Regions from separate parts of the Mus musculus genome. Here all the other regions are linked to region 1. Evidence: chromatin contacts called from public Hi-C and promoter capture Hi-C data. All regions are on one chromosome and are shown on one strand. The core of a region is the stretch at or near the end of the contact, and the rest is flanking DNA. Distances in the headings are between cores, read along the strand shown. Region 1 holds the start of Isx (intestine specific homeobox). Region 2 overlaps Large1 (LARGE xylosyl- and glucuronyltransferase 1). Region 3 overlaps Large1 (LARGE xylosyl- and glucuronyltransferase 1). Region 4 overlaps Large1 (LARGE xylosyl- and glucuronyltransferase 1).

Evidence for each region. Promoter capture Hi-C pulls out the DNA fragments that hold promoters and counts their contacts. Hi-C and Micro-C count contacts between places; a contact is called where the count stands out from the background.
Region 2: a contact with region 1 is called in a Hi-C map of cortical neurons, with 4 times the contacts expected there. The contact joins the enhancer-like site here to the promoter of Isx in region 1. A contact is called at or near these places in 5 of 39 promoter capture datasets (embryonic stem cells, hippocampal neurons, liver and 1 more), 1 of 484 Hi-C or Micro-C datasets (cortical neurons), 2 of 115 datasets of contacts at active chromatin or transcription factors (differentiating embryonic stem cells and embryonic stem cells) and 3 of 9 other capture datasets (adipose tissue, embryonic stem cells and liver).
Region 3: a promoter capture Hi-C map of embryonic stem cells shows a contact between it and region 1, with 11 times the contacts expected there. The contact joins the enhancer-like site here to the promoter of Isx in region 1. A contact is called at or near these places in 9 of 39 promoter capture datasets (the 3T3-L1 cell line, the C10 cell line, cranial neural crest and 4 more), 2 of 115 datasets of contacts at active chromatin or transcription factors (differentiating embryonic stem cells and embryonic stem cells) and 1 of 9 other capture datasets (embryonic stem cells).
Region 4: a promoter capture Hi-C map of hippocampal neurons shows a contact between it and region 1, with 14 times the contacts expected there. The contact joins the enhancer-like site here to the promoter of Isx in region 1. A contact is called at or near these places in 8 of 39 promoter capture datasets (cranial neural crest, embryonic stem cells, frontonasal cranial neural crest and 4 more).

Annotation. Positions count from the first base shown.
Region 1 is chr8:74,871,148-74,875,929 of GRCm38.p6, forward strand. It overlaps Isx (intestine specific homeobox), which reads left to right and starts at 2,027. Exons shown (of 4, transcript NM_027837.3): 1 at 2,027-2,710. The coding sequence starts at 2,494.
Region 2 is chr8:73,222,827-73,227,459 of GRCm38.p6, forward strand. The region is part of intron 1 of Large1 (LARGE xylosyl- and glucuronyltransferase 1); the gene reads right to left. Among named protein-coding and RNA genes, the nearest start is that of Large1, 130 kb to the right of the region's middle. Within about 2 kb of position 3,060, at least 7 of the 459 cell types and tissues checked have an H3K27ac peak or open chromatin away from gene starts, as enhancers often do. A contact at or near this core is called in cortical neurons, where this site is marked.
Region 3 is chr8:72,986,886-72,992,302 of GRCm38.p6, forward strand. The region is part of intron 6 of Large1 (LARGE xylosyl- and glucuronyltransferase 1); the gene reads right to left. Among named protein-coding and RNA genes, the nearest start is that of Mir28b, 27 kb to the right of the region's middle. Within about 2 kb of position 3,701, at least 17 of the 459 cell types and tissues checked have an H3K27ac peak or open chromatin away from gene starts, as enhancers often do. A contact at or near this core is called in embryonic stem cells, where this site is marked.
Region 4 is chr8:73,159,738-73,164,912 of GRCm38.p6, forward strand. The region is part of intron 2 of Large1 (LARGE xylosyl- and glucuronyltransferase 1); the gene reads right to left. Among named protein-coding and RNA genes, the nearest start is that of Mir28b, 150 kb to the left of the region's middle. Within about 2 kb of position 2,449, at least 54 of the 459 cell types and tissues checked have an H3K27ac peak or open chromatin away from gene starts, as enhancers often do. A contact at or near this core is called in hippocampal neurons, where this site is marked.

The DNA.
Region 1 (4,782 bases), core at 777-3,276:
AAGTTACAAGTAAGGTTCACCACCAAGTATGTGCTAGGAGCCAGACTCAGATCCTCTGCAACAGCAGCCTGTGCTCTTAATGCTGAGCCTTCTCCATCACCCCTGGGTTTGTTTTTTTGTTTCTTTGTTTCTTTGTTTGTTGTTTTGTTTTGTTTTTATGTAGTTTTTTTAAATAGTTATGTAAAATCATAGTCACAAAGAATTGATATCACTCCCTTCAAACTGGAGATGTTACACTTGGCAGCAGCTTCTACGTTTTACTAGTGGCGATTACTCGCTGTGCTCTGTACCAGGTGATAACCTGTATAAGCAACCTGTAGCTGTTCCCAGCACTGACTTTTAGTTCAAAATAAAGCAATGGAGATATACATAGCACTCTCTTTCTGTGATTTCATTAGATCAAGATGCATAAATTTAACTGTTGTGTGAGCAAACTGTCCATTTGTCCAACTTGCTGTTTGTTAACACACCTCTCCTAGATTTCTTTACTTGACCCAAGTGAAACATTAACCTAAAACCAAGATGAGGAGACAGAAATGAAATGCCAATTAATTTCAAACTCAGAAAGTAAATATATATAAGAACACCAGACTGGTTGCTGTCTTCATGAATTTGTTTCAGGCTTTGAGGAAAGCACCAGGATCTATTCAGAGAGCCAATCATGTGACTCGGCTGCCTGCAGAGCAGGAGTAGACATCCCATAAACCACTTAAGGCTTCTGACTCACTAACACTCTCCACTTTGCTCTCGCCCCTCCCTTGGAGCCTGCAATCAATCAATCAGAAGATGGCGGCTTCACTGTTGGAAAATCCCTGCTTCTTCCAGCTGGCATGAGCCTCTGTAGATCACTGCAGAACCTAATCTCTCCCCACTAAATCAGAGATTCTGGCACTTCCAGAAGATCTGCTCCTGAACAGGACCTCTTCGTCTGTTTCCCCATCTCAGGGAAGTCCTCCGTCTTCTAACTCCTCCCCCTCCAACTCAAAGAAAGGGGAACAACTGTGCCTACCCCACATCCCCCTGTAGAGAGGTCTGCATTCTAACATGAGGTTCACATTCACAGTTGGTTAGGGCATTGGTCATTCTGTGTTGTAACACTCTGAGGCTTCGCAGGACAGTCCTTAAATTCCTCCTGTCACTCCATCCCCTGTACCCCTTTGTTCTGAGCCTCGGTTTCTCCATATGCCCTACACACGCTTTAGAATGCCTTCCCTGCTCTAGCACTGGTAAGCCAAGAAACACATCTGTGAGGGACTACCCCTGGCTGAGCCTCACCCATCACACCCAGGTTCACCCTATAAACCTCTGCAAATCCCACAAATTCTCCTAAGTGTTTTAACACATTTCGCTGCGCCTTGGCCGTTCCTCCCCCACCTTCTGCTCTTCTGTTCCACCTGGCCATTTCTTCAGCACCACGCCTCTGCAAGGCATCCTGTGTCTATCCTCCAATCCTGGCTGTTTCCCTCAGCTCTCCACCCAACACCTGCATCCCATCCCATCTCCTAGGGTGGGGACTTGTTTCCCTTATCAGCCCACCCTCCTCCTTGGTTACACATTTCTCTGAGCAGAATTCCTGGCAAGATAGAGCAGTGACTGTCAGCTCCAAGCCCAGAGTTTACTGGACTGGGAATCTTTGTGGCTGTCTTGAAGACAGTAAAGGGTGATCAAGCAGGAAAAATTAATAAGGAAACCCCAAAAGAAGGAGAAACGAGTGGCTAAAGAATTTACTATGTGACTGGAAGTCAGGGAGAAGAGAACAGAATAAAGCCAACACCAGCCCAGAGAGCACTGGCCTCAGACCACAGGCCTGAGGTAAAAGTGAGCACAGACCCCCGCAGGGAGCCAGCATCGACCTTAGCCTCTACCTGAAGATCTGCAGAGGCACAGGAGCCCTGGAAGTCTCATTCCTGAGACTGGAAGCTGGGTTGAGGAAGTCCAGAAGGGCCTCTGAGAAGACCTTTCAGCCACAAAGAGGCTCAGGGTTCACTTGGCCATCTAGGGCCCATAGGTGGCAGCCTAGCCTCCCAGGGACTGCCTGAAGCCAGCAGGAAGGGGACACAAGTCAGAGAGAGGACAAAGGTGGATGCTGGCTCCAAACCTCATCCCACCAACCCTGCCTGTTTTCTCTTTGTTTTCTGGTACCATTACTCAGTTCGCTCCAGGATCCTTGCCTAGGCTGGTAACTGTGAAAGCCTCCACCACCAAGAAGATCCTCTCTGGAAAATTGAACCTCTATTTGGTGACAACTATAGACCTGTGGATAGAGGACAAGTGCCTACCAGCTCTTCTGCTGGAAGCCACCTCCTAGTCTTAAAGGTGTTCAAGGTCCATGGAAGTCCCTGTGTCCAAGGAATTGTGGCTGAATTACCCAGCATCAGGATTCCCAATCACCACCTCTGTGTCCCCAGAAGCTCCGGGAAGAAAATATACCACCCTCTGCTGGCATCTCCCTGGGCACACACAGAGTGTTCCTCCTAGCAGCAGGGCTAGGCCATGGCAGGCCCTACGATCCACAGGGACATGGAGAAGAGTTCAGGATACTGTGAAGCCCCAGAGAATCTGGGCTTGTCCTTCTCCATTGAGGCAATCCTGAAGAAACCCACAGAAAGAAGAAGTTTGCCCAGACCACAAAGCATTTGTAAAGAGGACTCCAGGCAGACAACTATCCCAGGTTCCAAGCTGGAGAGGCCCCCACAGGATCAGCCCCAAGGTAAGTGATTTCTGGTCATTTTCTTTTGTTCTTGGGGAAGGGGTGGGAGACTCAAATGATCTCTGTCAATAAAATAGGGGGGCTGTGACATCCAAAGGGATAGTAGGTCTTAAACAAGTTGCTTTTTAAGCCTTTCAGTCTAATATACAACTGTGGTATTCAGAGTGCATAAACACATAGGCTCAGGTCATTGTGATGTGCAGGGGCCCAGAGCTTATCCTTGTGACCAGGCCATGGCTGGGAATTATCAGTCACATTCATTCTGCACTGATGAGGTGGTGGGCACTTTCCTTCCATTTGGACAGAGATTGTGATAACTGGACTAATAAGAAAAGAGATGGATAATGTTACCAAGTTATAAAGCTGGAAGTCACAATCTGAACTCAGGGCCTGGAACCCCAAAGCCTTACTTCTAGCACATTCTCCCCATGAGCTGAGCTCAGCCTGCATGGCTTCTAGTAGCTGAAACTTTGTCGGGGTCTGTCCTCACAGAGTCCCCAAACCCAAGTCTGTATTCACCAGAGGGAATGCACCTAAATAAGTAAGCAGATAGTTGTCAGGCTCTCATTCAAGCCAGCATCCACTCAGGGTGGTGGATACCCTAGGTGTAAGAGCTAGGGAGCTGTGTGACTCTAGATGAGTTCCTGTCCTCTCTGATCTCAGCTTTACTCTGTGAAACAGTTCGATAAATGTGGGGTGGGGTGGGGAGTGATGTTGGTGCTTATGAAATTTCAAAGACCATTTGGTCAGGAGTCTGTAGGCCAGGAGTGTCTCACATCAGACCCAGCTCTTACCCCTTTCCACACTTTCATCTAAGAAAATGCTGGGCAGATAGCTCAGGGGAGTCCTTGACAGCGTTTCCTTCCCACACAGAGCCTTTCTGCAAGCTAGCCTCCCACAGAGGTTCCTTACAGGGGCTGTGCTCAGCTCCAGGCAAAGAGAAGATCCAGAAGTGGCATTAGCCTAAGCAGCAGGGGAGCTGGCTGCTTCTCTGATAGAAGATGGCCTTGGGCTCAGCTCTCTGAAGTTCACTGGTATCTTCCAGTCAATCGAGGGTTCACAGAAGCCAGTTCAATAGGGTCTTTAACCTAGGTCTCTCTTGCTGCAGCTGTATAAATGAATATCACCCTCCCCATCACAATGAGAGAGTGCCATGCTGCTGATCCTAGCAGATAAGAAGAGACTGCTCTTTCTACACCTCCACTGACAATTTTAGCAAGTTCTGTGTGCGTTTTCTTGGTAAAGCCAAAGCAGACACCAGAGAGTGCTGGCCAGAACAATAACCACAGCATTGGTGGGTGCCCTGTGGCTCACACAGCACTTTCCTGGCCCTTATTCTAGCTTATGGCCATATGCATGAGCCCCACTTTGGAGAAGGAAACCACAAAAGAGGAGAGAAAATACCTTTTAAAACTGCATGAGCTCTTAACACTAGCATTTATCTCCAGATGCCTTAAAGTCATACATGGGGAATATTTCTAGTCACAATTTAAATCCATCTGACCCTTCTTCTAGAATTCAGCTTTCCCAGGTCAGGCACTTTGGCAGTTTATGTCTTTAAGGGATCTCAGGTACAAAGCTACTATGTCAATAGTTGTGTGGTTATTACTATCCTAGCCCTCCTGTGGTGTCAAAAGGTGCCAGTTAACCAGTAGTGGTCAGGATAGAAGGATTTCTTTTTTCAAGTGTGCGTGTCTGAGCAAAGCTGAGGCGAATACCAGTGCAGACAGGATGCCAATATGGCAGCCAGTACAAAGGTAAGCTGTGGAAGTTTGAGGGACGTGCTGGATACGTAGGGGAGGGACTCAAGAAAACTGACCTCTAAGCCCAGACATGGCACCAATGCACAGGGAAACTAAAGCAAATCACCCATCTGGGCCTCAGTTTCCTCAAAGGAAACATGAAAGAGCAGAGATAGGTCTCCATAAAGTTCCTTGACTGACTCAACAATAAATTAGCTGTTAGGAACCCTAGAGGAATCCATGATGGTCATTTTTCATATCAGAGACTGCCTCTCTAGAGAATGTTTAGCCACAATACCATGCGGGAAGGGAATAAGGGAGCAAGGAGGT
Region 2 (4,633 bases), core at 1,810-4,309, 1.6 Mb before region 1:
CTGGATCTAGGCAGTCTGTCCTTTAGGTTTATTCCAGACGATTCTAGGTTGCAGCAAGCTGACATTTCAAAGTAATCATTACATTCATCTCGCCTTCCCTGAAAACCATCACTTTTCCTTTTGTCTCCATAGATTTATCAATTCTGAGTATCTCATACAAGGGGCATCAGTTAGCACATGACCTTTTGTGACTAGCTCTTTTCAGACAGCACATATGCATACCCATCGATGTTCTAACATGGACTGGCATAGCATTCTCTCTGACTAGTCAAGAGTCTACCATGTGTACATATCATATTCTACTGTCCACTCACTCGAATGATGTCATATTTGAGACATCCCCCACCTCTTAAAGTGAATAAAATGGCTATTAACATCTGCCTAACCACTTGCTTAAAATTTTGTCAAAATTATTAAAATCAAAAGCCCTTCACTCTACAATGAAGTTGTCTTCATTGCTGTTGATGAATTAAAATTTCTAGAAACTGTAACATAAGTGATGTAGCCAACGCTGGCTATGTGGCTAAGTGCTTATTTTTAAACAGAGTTAGGTCTTGATTAAATAGTTGATAATGTAGGATATATAAAATCTTCCATACCTTTTAGAGTTGATTCATATTTTGATTTTGTAATTGTCAATGCTAACAATATTTGTTTCAGAAACACCACATAAAGAAATAAAAATAGGGACTGGAGAGATGGCTCACAGGTTAAGAGCACTAGCTGCTCTTCCAAAGGTCCTGAGTTCAATTCCCAGCAACCACGTGGTTGCTCATAACCATCTATAGTGAGATCTGGTGCCCTCTTCTGGCCTGCAGTAATATACACAATAAATCAGTAAATTTTTAAAAAAAGAACAAAAATATTTGTTTCAAATATACCACAAAAATGGCAGATTAATGTTTAGGGCCATTTTGGGAATCACTGCAAATTCTTTCCTACTCTCAAAATCAAAACTTCTTAAATTATTGTTTTAAATGTGTGCAAGTGTTTTGCCTGCAGGTATGCATGTGCCTCATATACGTACAGTGCCCCCAGAGGCTATAATAATGTGTAAGATCCTCTAGAACTGGAGTTACAAACGTACTGAGCCATTAGGTGGGTACTGGGAACTAAGTCTGGGTCCTCTCCAAGAGCATCAAATACTTGTGGAGCCATCTTTCCACCCCAACTTAAATAAGTTTTAATGAAACTCCAGTCAGCAATGCAAAGAGCCACTTCAAAGAATCAATCACTCTAATATATCATAATGTTAAAATATACTAATACAGAGAAATAGAAGAAGGAACATATTAAATGTCTTTCCTGTTTCTGTATATGTTGTGTCTGTGTACTGGGGTGCATGTGGGTGCACGTCTGCAGAAATGAGAGGTTTACCTTAAAAAAAATCATTTCTCAGATGTTGTCTACCTTGTTTATTCACACAGGGTTTCTCACTAACCTAGAACTCACTAAGTACTCCAGGCCCTATCATACAAAATAGAGACCTACCTAACTATTTCTCCTCAGCCCTGGAATTATAGACATTTTCACATAGATTCTGGGTGTTGAACTCAGGTCCTCATATTTGTATGGCATGTACTTTACCAACTGAGCTCTCTCTCCAGACCCTTACAAGTCTTTGTTTTCTATTAGTGAACCCTTGTGCTTCTACATCTACATGCGTTTCTAGTAGAAAACTCTATGTGTACAATAAAACACTAATTCTGAGCACATAACAGTCTCTAATCAATCTGTACCATAGTGTTACAAGCAGCATCCCTTAGTGCTTCATGTGGGATGCTTGAAAAACAGTTTATCTCAGCTCAAGAGGCTAGAACTTCAAGATCATGGTTTGAGCAAACCATTCCTGACCAAAAGTGCTAGAGGAAGCCCTGCCCCAGGCCTCTGTTCAGCTGCTGGCAGTTTACTCACACCCGCTTTGTGTTCAAGCCTGTGTCTCTTTAGCTCTCGACCAAAATTTGAGCCTAACCCAGTACTACTTCATTTAAGTAATTACATCTTCATATGCACAACATGAACATTGTATTCAATTGCTGAATTGAATAATTCCTATTATAATACAGATAATAATTTATATTACTATTAGATTCAATAAGTACAGTCCTAATTCCAAATAAAATGCAATTGGGGGGGGGGGTATCTTTACCTGTAACATTATACCAATGTGTTGGTGGTTAGTTCTAATTCTTTGTATTAATTCAGCTCCCAAAAGCCACACTTCCAGTTGCTGAGGGCTCCTGCCCCCAGCTGACTTTGATTGGTAATAAAGAATTGCAATATAGCCAATGGCTGGGCAGGGAGATGGAGAAAGGATTTTGTGGACAAGGGACCAAGAAAGGACAGACAGAATTGCCATGACGAGGGAGCAAGGAGAACAGACTTAAAAGCCCGAAAACATGAGATTCCAGGAAAGTGGCCCTATAGGTCATTTCCCAGATTGAGTCTGAGGGAGCAGATATAAAATATAGATTTTAAAAGATGTTAACTCAGGAATATTGGAGGGGAGTATATGATAGCTTTGGGGAGGTTTAGAAGTGCCCACACCACTGAACTAATCAAAGCATATCAAAATTAGCTGGCGAGTGTGTGTGTGTGTGTGTGTGTGTGTGTGTGTGTGTGTTTCATTTGTGAATCCAGAGCTCTTGGGCAGGAGCAGTGAACACACAAGGAACCAACATGGATTAACTATTCACTACTACATACCAATAGCAAGGAGGAAAACCCCCATAATAAAGAGAAGGAGAGAGGGAAGGGGAGGAGAGAAGTGAAGGAAGGGGGACCCAGAGGTGAAAAGAAAGATGGAGATTTAAATTACATTGAGTCACCTGCTCATGGAGGGCAGGAACGACTTGGGCAGCTGAAGAGTGGATGGAGGGAGGAAGGGGGCTCAGAAAGATTACCCAAATTCCCTCTAATACTCCAAAGGAAGAAGAAACACGAGGCAGTCTTCAGGAGCACTCAGCCACCACCACACCCTGTGGCCTGACTAGACACTCCTCTTCTTTAGGCTTTGGCATCCAAATTCAGCAGGAGGCTATATAAATAGATCTCTGGCACCCCAGCCTGAGCACTTGCATTTCCCTTCCAGAAAGGATCCAGAAATATAAGCCACTCTTCTGCAGAGCTATGCATGATTTAGAGCAATTCCAGACTTTTCTCAGAGCTGAGCAAGCACTAGCTGTCTTCTGCTACCTTCAAAGTCAGAAATGGAGCCTCAATCATGCTGATTTCCAAAGAAACATCAATTTTTTTTTCAGTAATATCTCACTCATGCCACACAGACAGATGAGGCCCAGTCAACAACCTCTTTAATAAGTGCTAGCTCATTAGTTATAAGACTGTGTGGAGAACATAAGAGCTGTAATAATACACCCACCTGTCCATCATAATTTTGCTGACTTTGAAAATTAATAAAAGGTTTGGTTTCCAATAACTGTCTTCCTTTAGATGTTGTTTGATACCCCTGACTACTTGAAGAGAAGAGGATAAGGTAAACAGCTCCTTTTGCAGCATTTGCTTTTCTTTTCTTTTCTTTTCTTTTTTTTATTTATTACGTATTTTCCTCAATTACATTTCCAATGCTATCCCAAAAGTCCCCCATAACCTCCCCCCCACTTCCCTACCCACCCATTCCCATTTTTTTGGCCCTGGCGTTCCCCTGTACTGAGGCATATAAAGTTTGTGTGTCCAAAGGGCCTCTCTTTCCAGTGATGGCGGACTAGGCCATCTTTTGATACATATGCAGCTAGAGTCAAGAGCTCCTGGGTACTGGTTAGTTCATAATGTTGTTCCACCTATTGCAGATCCCTTTAGTTCCTTGGGTGCTTTCTCTAGCTCCTCCATTGGGAACCCTGTGATCCATCCAATAGCTGACTGTGAGCATCCACTTCTGTGTTTGCTAGGCCCCGGCATAGTCTCACAAGAGACAGCTATATCTGGGTCCTTTCAGCAAAATCTTGCTAGTGTTTGCAATGGTGTCAGCGTTTGGAAGCTGATTACGGGGTGGATAACTGGATATGAGCATTTCTTTTCAAATCTACAATTTTACTCTGAAATGTTCTACAAACCAGTAAAGGCAAAGCAGGAAAGACAAGAGAGTATCAGAGATCCAGCTCCAAACAATTACCAAGGGCACTTCTAGCTGAGGTCACACGGGACAAGTCATTGAACAAATTTTACATGAACAAATTTCAAGGACTCAGCCCGGGGAGCCAAAATTCACCTCACACAGCAATGGCATCCAAGTCTTTCCCATGTGCCAAACACTGGCCCAAGTGATTAGCATTACAGTGATTTGCAAAAACTGTCTTAGTAGTCTTCAGGGATTCATGCCTGGAACCGCCCCACTCTTTTACACAAGTACACAGCATACCAACAGAAGTAAATATACACAGTATATGCATTATTGATTGGCATACTCATATAGAACACTGAAACTAAATATAGAAAGCAACATCAGCCGTGAGGGTGAGAGCAAGCAGCCAAGTGCTGTAAATTACCACTGACAGCGCCTGGACATATTCATGAAACAGACTGAAGACTGCAAGATGATTACACCAGGTCTCAAAGTGAGCTGGGTATGGGAACTCCTCCCATCCAAAATTACTTATGCAGGTGGGAAAACAGACTC
Region 3 (5,417 bases), core at 2,451-4,950, 1.9 Mb before region 1:
TGTTATAAATTACATTTTCTCAAACCTCATGTAAGAATGACAGTCCTTTAAGCAGGATTGTGTCTGTAAAATAGTCCCCTGAGCTCCTCAGAATGGCTTGGGCTGGGGAGAGGACAAGTTACAATGAACTGGTCAGCTCTAATTGCCAACATGATATAGTATAAAACAATCTATGAAGAGGGTCTCAATGAAGCACTGCCTAGATCAGGTTGCCTTGTGGGTATGTTTATGGGAGATTATTTTCATCACATTAATTAAGGTGTGAAGGCTCTCCCATTGTTGGTGATACCATTTCCTAGGCAGGGATTTCTTCTGACCTGCATAAAAACAGAGACGTGCTGGGGGCGTGGTGGCACATACCTTTAATCCCAGCACTCGGGAGGCAGAGACAGGCGGATTTCTGTGTTTGAGGCCAGCCTGCTCTACAGAGTGAGTTCCAGGACAGCCAGGGCTACACAGAAAAACCCTGTCTCGAAAAACCAACCAACCAACCGAACAAAAAACCAAAAACAAAAAAAACAGAGACTTAAAACTGAAGACTAGTATGCATTAATTCACTATTTTCTGGTTTTTGACCACGTCTTGAGTTCCTGCCATTGTGACTTCTCCACATGCTGGACACTAATCTGGAACTGTAAGTTAAAAATAAAAACTTTTTCCTCTAAATTGTTTTTGTCATTGTATTTTGTTACAGCACTGGAAAACTAAACTAAGACAGAAATCTTCATTAAATGAGAAACTCTGTGTGTGTGTGTACACTACTAAAGTTAGAAATCCAGCAGGTGGATGTCTTAGAACTCCTCAGATCCTAAAACAAACCCTAAGCACTTAAGGGTCAGCAAATCTTTCCATCTGAGAGTTGCCTTGTTTTTGTTGTTGTTTTTGTTTGTTTTTTAGTTTTTTTAAAAGCCCAAGACTCTTAGACTTTCAAATCTTGTAAATAATATGAACATTAATGTTGCAATCCCTCTGGCTGGAATACAGACACACCCTTAGTATTCACCTTTAAACCCCACCAATGAAAGTAAAAGTACTTTTGATACATATGCAGCTAGAGTCAAGAGCTCCGGGGTACTGGTTAGTTCATAATGTTGTTCCACCTATAGGGTTGCAGATCCCTTTAGCTCCTTGGCTACTTTCTCTAGCTCCTCCATTGAGAGCCCTGTGATCCATCCATTAGCTGACTGTGAGCATCCACTTCTGTGTTTGCTAGGCCCCGGCATAGTCTCACAAGAGACAGCTACATCTGGGTCCTTTCGATAAAATCTTGCTAGTATATGCAATGGTGTCAGTGTTTGGATGCTGATTATGGGGTGGATCCCTGGATAAGGCAGTCTCTACATGGTCCATCCTTTCTTGACTCTAGCTGCATATGTATCAAAAGATGGCCTAGTCGGCCATCACTGGAATGAGAGGCCCATTGGACATGCAAACTTTATATGCCCCAGTACAGGGGAACGCCAGGGCCAAAAGGGGGGAGTGGTTGGGTAGGGGAGTGGGGGTGGGTGGGTATGAGGGACTTTTGGTATAGCATTGGAAATGTAAATGAGCTAAATACCTAATAAAAAATGGAAAAAAAATAAATAAGAAACATCAAAAAAAAAAAAAAAAAAAGGAAAGTAAAAGTACTTTGTAGAAGAAAGCGCCCATGTTTGAAAGTGATGTGTAATTGAGTTGCAGACAATGTGATGAGCTAGGGGGAGATCTGACAGAACAGAATATACCCAAATTTTACAAGAAGAGAGAAAAAATGGAAGCTATGAAAGGGGACAAGTCAGAGAAAGAGAAGGAGTGAGACAGTTTTACCAGGGCAGTGATAGAGAGACAAAGTTGCAGAGAGAGTAAACTAGACACACATGAAGATAGAATGAGTCAGAGAGTGAGAAGGAACCAGAAGATTATAACATACTGCCAGAGTTAGTATGAGGCCAAGCAGAACAGTTCTGGAGAGGTCAAGAGAGAAGCTAGATTGAATCAGTCAGCTTGCAAAACAGTTCTGAGCCAGATCTAAAATTAAAAGCTAATGTTGAACCAGCCTCCCAGAAATCAGGAAAAAACAAGCAAGGGTGGGCTTCTTTGGCAGAAAGTCTCAGAGATTGAAAGCATTCTAGGCCTAGATAAGACTGTATGGAGGCTAGAAGGTTCCAGGACTAGGTATAAGTTAGCAGACTGAGTCAGAAAGCCTCAGAGAGAACAATTACTTTAGATGAATACTAGTTATTGTTTATACGTAAAGGAGAATAGTAAGGGTTGTTCTCTTTTAAAAATAAAACTGACTATAAAACAGACTCATGTGGTTTTAAGGGCTATTGGGATGATAGATATCTAAGTTATTCCCCTGCTTATGACAATGGTAGCACTTGGTAGCCGGGTGGAATTTGAAGGTCAGAGTGGACCATGAAGTCCAGGGCTTACTGTTTTGAATGTAGCTGCCAATTTGAGAAAGGTATTAGTAATGGGCTAATTGTTAGAATATGTTGAAAATATGCATCCTCTTTGAAAAAGGTTTACCATATAACCTACATTTATTTATTTACATATACTGATTGGTGAGGAAATAGATAATGTAACTGAGAAGATATAGCCTAAACAACCATTTCTTCTTTTTCCAGATGTGAAAGAGAAGCCTATTTCTCCTGGAGAAATAGAAATCACCTGCAACCAAAAAAGAGTTTATAAACCATATGTATAATACACGTGTAAGAGGTAAAAAAAGCAAGTCTGATTAGACATTTCTCTCTTACACTCAGGAGTCGCATGGTAGAATAGGATCTGTTCACACTGGATACTATCGAGTCTAGCTTGCAGTTTTGTTAACTAAGTGATATATCCTATAAAACACAATTTGCCTTGGAATAATTTTAGAAAGCAGGAGAATGAACAAAGCACTTCTTTCATCTCAAGCTTCCAAAAGCCCTTATGTTTCCTGTCCAATGCTTTAAGGGCCATTATGAGGACAATGGCAGCAAGGGAGAGGCCTTGCCTCTTACAGGAGATCATTTGCTATAAGAATCCTAGCACGTTTGTCAAAGAAAAAGAAAAACAGGGTTCAGAGTTTCTTGGTTTCCAAGGCAGGCGAGGGCTCACTGTGTGCCCACTCGCCTGATTCAAACCAGAGATTCCTTCTTGTAACCGACGATTTCTTGCTAGCTACTTAACATCTTTGAGTTTCTGTATTATCACTGAGAAAAATGAGGAAAGGGTTGGCTAGATGGCTCAGTGCACAAAAGTGCTTGTTGCACAAATGAGACCAAGAGTCAATGTAAAAGTTGAGCACTGTAGTGTAAACCTGTAATTCAAGATGAAGGGTGAAAACAGACACCTGAGGTTATCCTCTGATATGTACTTGCCATCACATTAAACACACACACACACACACACACACACACACACACACACACACACACTTTAGAAAACGAGAATGATCAAATAAGTGCCTTTACTTATTTAACTGTTAGATTTAAAAAGCAATATACATGATAACATTTATCTAATAAGTGGTGCGCTGCATGTTAATAGGATGAGGTATTATTAATTTACTCCTGGTTCACATGGAAGTCAAGTATGGCTTAATAAAAATTCATAGCTAAAGGTGAAAAGAATTGTGTGGTGGTTTGAATAGGAACGGTTCCCATAGACTCATATATTTCAATGGTTGGCATTATTTAGAGGTGTGTCATTGTTTGGGTGAGTGTGTCTTTGTTAGAGGAAGCATGCCATTGAGATGTAGACTTTGAGGTTTCAAATGCTCCAGCCAGATCCATTGTCTCTTGTTGTGGATAGCCCTGGGGCTAATTATATTTGATGTTAATTCAGTTCTCCAGTGAGTGGTTGTGAACAAGGAGTGAGTCAGCACTCCGGTGATTTCCTGTAAACCTGCTTCCCACCTTAATTTGTAAAATAGAGAGCTGCTGATTGGGCAGATAAAAGGGCAGTGGAAGAGAAGGTGTAAGAGAGAAGAGGGTGGGGATGCAGAGGAGGAGGAGGAAGAAGAAAAAGGAGAAGGAAGAAGAGGAGGAGGAGGAGGAGGAGGAGGAGGAGGAGGAGGAGGAGGAGAAGGAGAAGGAGAAGGAGAAGGAGAAGGAGAAGGAGGAGAAGGAGAAGGAGAAGGAGAAGGAGAAGGAGGAGAAGAAGAAGAAGAAGAAGAAGAAGAAGAAGAAGAAGAAGAAGAAGAAGAAGAAGAAGAAGAAGAAGAAGAAGAGGAGAAGGAGGAGGAGGAGGAAGAGGAAGAGAAGAAGAAAGAAGAAGAGCTGAGTAGAAGTGCATGGCCTGGAGAAACCTCAAGTTCTAAGGGGTCTCATAGATGTGGAAGATGGTAGTGTAGCGGTAGATCTGCCCAATCTAGGTGCACAACATATAATCATATTAACTTTGTTGTGTTTTCATTTGCTGGGGCTTATTTGGGAGGAGATTTACCACAGCAGTGCAATAGTCTCTCTCTTCCTTCTGCTTGCCAATCTGAATGTGGAACTCTTGGCTATCTCTCCGGCACCATGTCTAACTGTGTGCTGGTATACTTACCACCATAATGATAATGGAATAAACCTCTGAATGTAAGCAAGCTACAAATGAAATGCTTTCCTTTATAAGAGTTGTCATCACCATGGTGTCTCTTCTTAGCAGCAGAACACTGACTAGGACAAATTGTGACCTCCCTAGATCTAGATCTGTTGGAAGTCCAGGTATAAGCATGGGGACAAACCCAAACTCTCATTACTGGAACAAGGGAGAGATTTCTGGAAGCTTTCTGGGTTGAGGAGATACCTCCTGGCCCAGTCCAGAATCCTTTCTAGATGGATCTAGAATACAAAGAGGAGCTCAGACTGTGGGGAGGCTGTGACACTTCAAAGCAGTTTCAGTACTATTTGAGAGGCTTTGTATTGGGAATGATACATTAAAGGGCGTGATTCAGAAGGTCAGTGGATTAGAGCTACTCTCTGAGTCAGGGACAAAGCTAATGAGGCTTTTCTTGTCACCATCTGTAAAAGTTTATTGCTGATACTTCAAAAGCAGAGAACAGGAGAGGGCTGGTGAGAGGTGGTGTTCTTCGGACAGGGAAAGAACAGAAGTTGCTGAGAGAGATAGGGCTTCCCTACCTGCTGAGAAGGAGCCACATCCTTGAGACATTCATCTGGATTTGATGAGCAGTGGCTAGTGGAAGTTATGGGGTGTGGGCAGAAGAGAGGTGATAGAGGATACATCAACTTTGATAGAAGGTTTTTGGCTGGCACTCCATACTCACTACTGGCAACAGCACTCAGGGATCTCACATCCTCATGGTTTCTTTCCTGGAACTGGTAGAAGGTGGCCTAATCTTTTCTTTCTTTCTCTTTCTTTCTTTCTTTCTTTCTTTCTTTCTTTCTTTCTTTCTTTCTTTCTTTCTTTCTTTCTTTCTTTCTCTCTCTCTCTCTCTCTCT
Region 4 (5,175 bases), core at 1,199-3,698, 1.7 Mb before region 1:
AGACAGGCCAATCCCAGCATGGAGATGAGAGGGTTAGGCACAAACTCACACCCCTAGCTGCGGAGCCAGAGGTGACTGATAGGCTGGAGAGTGGTAGCCAGTTTTACTAAGAAAACTACGGCCCCTGGTAACTCAGCCATGTTCCAGTGGGAAGCCACACATCCAAGAATATTTGGGTAACACAGATTGGTCTTCACAGTTTTCTTTTGAAAAGCTGAGTAGACAAATATAGGTCTATTTTCATTTTTCTACATACAGACAGCCAGTTAGAGCAGCACCATTTATTGAAGATGCTTTCTTTATTCCATTGTATATTTTTGGCTTTGTCAAAGATCAAGAGAAGGGCGACCCTGTAGGAAGACAAGCAGTCCCAAATAACCTGGACCCCTGAGATCTCTCAGACACTGGACCACCAACCAGTCAGCATACACCAGCTGATATACTAGGCCCCCAACACATATACAGCAGTGGACTGCTGGGTCTGGGTTCAATCTGAGAAGATGTACCCAACACGTAAGAGACTGGAGGTCCCAGAAGTTTACAGGTCTGGTGGGTGAGTGGGAGGGTGGGGGAGAGGGAAAAGTTATGGGATGTAGAACAGTCAGAGGGTAGACTGGGAGGGAAATAAACTGTGGAGTGTAAAATAAATAAATAAATAAATAAATAAATAAATTTTTGAAAAAGTTGAGTAGATAGGGTAGATCTGGGAAGAGTTTGAGAAGAGGAATGAATATGATCACAACACATATAAAATTCTCAAATAACTAACATATATAATATATGGGGTTCCCAGTGAGTTCAGGATCCCTAAAGATGGAAAGAGGTCAGAGTAAGTGGGCAGATAAGTGAGATGATTAAGTTTCAGGGTTATCACTAGATTAAAAATAAAAAAAAGCAAGTGGGCTTATAATAATATAACCAACAATATCTTGCGTGGGCCTTTAAGCATGTAGGGCACATATACAACACTTTCTAGATATTGTAAAGTTAGTTTTAATTATATGTAGGGGTGTGTGTGTGTGTGTGTAGAGGTGTCTTCAGAGGACAGAGAGGAAATTGTATTTCCTGAAGCTAGAGCTACAGACTGCTGTGAGATGCTTTACAAAGGTACTGGAAACCAAACTTGAATGAATACTCTTAACCACTGAGCAGCCTATACAGACACTCAGGAAGACCTCTGTTGTAAAATCTATACAGATAAGTTCTTATCTTCACTCCCAGAGACTGGGTATAAGCAGCCTACCCAGTCTGGAGTATATACCACTCCACACAATGAAAACTTTTAGAGAAGTCATAAACAATCTCAACCATGGCTCTGTACTCTGGGTTCCCACTTATAGACTTCAGGCTTTTGGAAAGAGTGATGTGTTCCTGTGAGTGTGAAAGAACATAGCTCGTCCCTGGGATTAGCAGGAACAATCCTGACTTTATCTCCCTGAGACACAACTCAGAAGATGAATAATTACTTCAGTTCAGATGGCTTCTCAAAATACCCACTGTCATATGCTGGAAGGAGGGGGCGGGGAGGAGAGATATGCTGGTCATTAGAAATGTCATCTGCCTGTTCTGCAGAAATTAAATCAAAGCATCCTTTAGATGAAGTGTGACAATCATGCAGTTGAAACCCAGAATATCAATGTTACCAATACTGTCAGCAACCACCCACTCAGTTATCAGCTAGAGGACGCTATGAAGACACATGTAGATTTCTTAATTTCACCACTGTTTTTCTTGTTAATTTAAAAATATCACAGTTTTAATTACACTCAATTTAATGAACTATATTTGCCAGCTTCATAATTTATATTGCTGAAAAAGCACTTACATTTCAAATGGTATACTTTGTTCTCATACATCCTTAAGGTGAATTTGTATCTAAAACTGTCAGAGTGGTGGGGGTGCCGAGAGTGCTAGAGACCCTTCCCCTAAGACACTCAGAGGCCCAGCTTCCACTAGATAAGCATCTAAGTGGTGGAGAGATGAAAGTGAAAGTGAAGCAGAATATTGTGTGCACAGTGAAGAGAGGCAGTAGCAGCAGCTGCAGCAGAAGGGGAAGAAGAGGAGGAAGAGAAGGAGGAGAAACTCAAGGGGGTAATGAATAGCCTGAAGAATGAAGGGCCTGAGTGTGGGGGGAAAGGGACATCTCTACCATGCTCTGCCCCACTCACCACTCTTTGACAGTTTTAGATACAAATCTATCTTGAGGATAATGTGAGTAGCCTGTGATCCATTTGAGGCCATGGTAAATCTTTGTTCCATGCTGCTCTGGAGGGTCATCCTTAAGTCCATGGCCCTGCAGGGGTCTGTGTTGATATCTGTGGCTCATGTAAACAATAGCTGTTCTAGACTGCCACCTGAGGCCATGTTGATGTGCCAGGGTTCTGCAGAGCTGGCACCACCCTTAGCTTAGTCAGTGTGGGAGAGCTGGCGCTAAGGCATGAGGGTGGGTAAACTGGCCCCGCCTCTCCCTAGCTGTATCACTCCTGAAAGCAGGCCCTGCCCTACACCTTGCCTGAGCACCACGGTAGAAAAGGCCCTAGTGGTGTGGGAAAGCCAGCTCCAAGGGCATTAGAGCACAGGGGTATAGGCTGGGGATGTAGGGGAATGAGGAGAGGTAGGGAGAGGTTTGCTGCCTATTGTACTCAAGTAAGCTGACATGCCTCTTCCTGGGGCAGTGCTGGAGAGCTGGTGCAGCTGATATGAATGCTAGAGAGTTTCCTGGCAGAGCAGTCAGGCTGACCAACTCAGCTACCACTCAGGCCCAAATCCAGGGTTTTGAGTTTGGCCACCCAAACATCTACCCCAACTTTGAACTGGTCCTCCAGAACCAAAGCTTCAAGAGTTCTATTACACAAAGCAACCAACAGAATGTCGAGAGGAGTCCCAGTGAGGACCCAATACTGATAGTATTGCAGAAGCTAGAGGCCTGTAGCCAAACTAATGACTCAATGCAATGAACATTTGCAAGTAAAGCTGTTTGGGCAAAAGGGTATACTCTGAGACACACAGTAACACATGTAGCTTCCTTGGTGAGATGTTGTTGTTGCTGCTGCTATTATTGTGTTTGTTTGTTTGTGTTTGTGTTTGTTTGTTTTCTTGGGGGTGCAAGGGCAGATATAGAGGCACTGGGGGATGAGTGGGATTGTGGTACATATGAAATTTACAAAAACTCAATAAAAAAATTAAACACACACAAATACTGTCAAAGAGCTATGGAAAACATCTAAATATTAAACAAGTTGTCAAAACTTCCCCTCCCCCAAACTCCTCATAAGGAATAAAGTGATTGGGTCATTAACTATTTGTGTGGGAAGCCATTAAAGCAGAAGTTGAAATCTTAATTCATACCCTCAGTTCTCAGAAGTCAGAGGTTCATGGCAAGATTACCAGAGTCTGGATGGTATATCTGCTGTTTGTCAGCCTTGTGCTTTCAGGCTTGATAAAAGCTTTAGGCCTCACCTCCCTTCTGTTAAATGGGAATGATATCAGTACCTCTTCTAACAGGTTATGGGTGATGACTAATCCAGACAGCATGTATAAACCCTTTAGAATAGTGTCAAGAATACTTAAACATTTTTTAGAATAAGCACTTCCAACATTGATATTGTACAATAATACAAATGTCAATATTTCACTAAATATGAGCATAATTTGGCTAAACAGATCACCCACACATTTCTTTGACAAGGCTACCTCTCAAATGCTTATGGTAAATGCTTATGGGGTTTGTTGTGCTTGCTAATTTGAAATTTGCACTTTAGTAGTAACTCTTTCAGATGTAACACACTTTTATTAGTGTATGCTACTTATACAATGGGATTTCACTGTGACATTTCCACATGTGCATGTAAAATTCTCTGCTCCACCATCTTTACATAGTGCCCAATGCCACAGCCTGTTTTGGTAGCAATGCTGCCATGACCTTCGGCATCACAGGATAACGAGAAGAAAACGGAGCAAGGCTAGATATGTACATAATTCAGTTGCACCAAATCAAGGCTAAGCATCTGGAATTAAGTGCAGAAAGGCTGGGCTTCTTGGATGTGAGAAAGGTAGGAAAGGTTATCCATGTTGCTGTCAGTTGAGCAATCTAAGTCCCAGAACACAGTGACGCATCTCTTGCCAATGCTCTGAGGCTAACATACGGTTACCAGTTGTTGTAAAATAGTCAGGATTTCAAATCTGTGAGGTCTTTGTTACAATTCATATATTAACCTAATATATGTTTTAAATTTTATCTTCAATGATTTTATCATTATTTAGCATATAACTAGACCAAGGTTCATCACTGTGAGTGTTCTACATAGGTATATCCTGGGAAAGCCTAGTGCCCATGCAAGGCAGAAGAGGATCTTGCCCTAGGATTCCTACAGTCCACAATCTGGGATATGATCCTTTCTATCTTTGCCAGAGTCAGGGATATACCTATTCCAAGACAGCCTCCTCAAGGAAGTCTTCCCTGCCCTGCAAAATCTCCACTTTATACTTATCCACTGTGTGTGTGTATCTGTGTATTTGTCTGTGTGTGTATATATGTATCTGTATGTATGAGTATATGTGTATGTATGTATGTATATGTGTATATGTATATTTGCCTGTATTTGTGTGTATCTGCATGTAGGCTAGAAAACAATCTTAGCTATCTTTAGACAGATGTTGCCCTTTTTGTTTTTTAAAGACAGGACCTCCCATTAACCTGGAATATGGAATATCATTCCAACTGGCTGGCCACTGAGCCCCAGATAGATATGGCTGTGTCTTCCTCCCTAGTACTGGAATTATCAGCATATTTCACCATACCTAACTTTTTAAAAATGTGGACTCTGAAAACTTAACTCATGTCCTTAGCACTTAATCACCCAAGCTCTCTCCTCTGATCTGCATGTTTATTTTTGTTTGTTCACTTGTTTGTTTTGTTTTATTTTTATTAGTTAGAGTCTCACTGGCTGGACTACTATTCACTATGCAGACCAGGCTGGCATCAAACTAAGAGATATGTCTGCCTCTGCTGCACCTGAGTTCTGGGCTCAGGTAGTATTTATCCTATCACATCCAACTGGACTTGGCCCTTAATATTTTTAATGATACTTCTCACAGGTAGAGAGAATTGATTTCTTATCCATTTCCCTCACTGGAAAGGAAATTTTATGAACCTGCAAGTCTGATTGTTGAAGA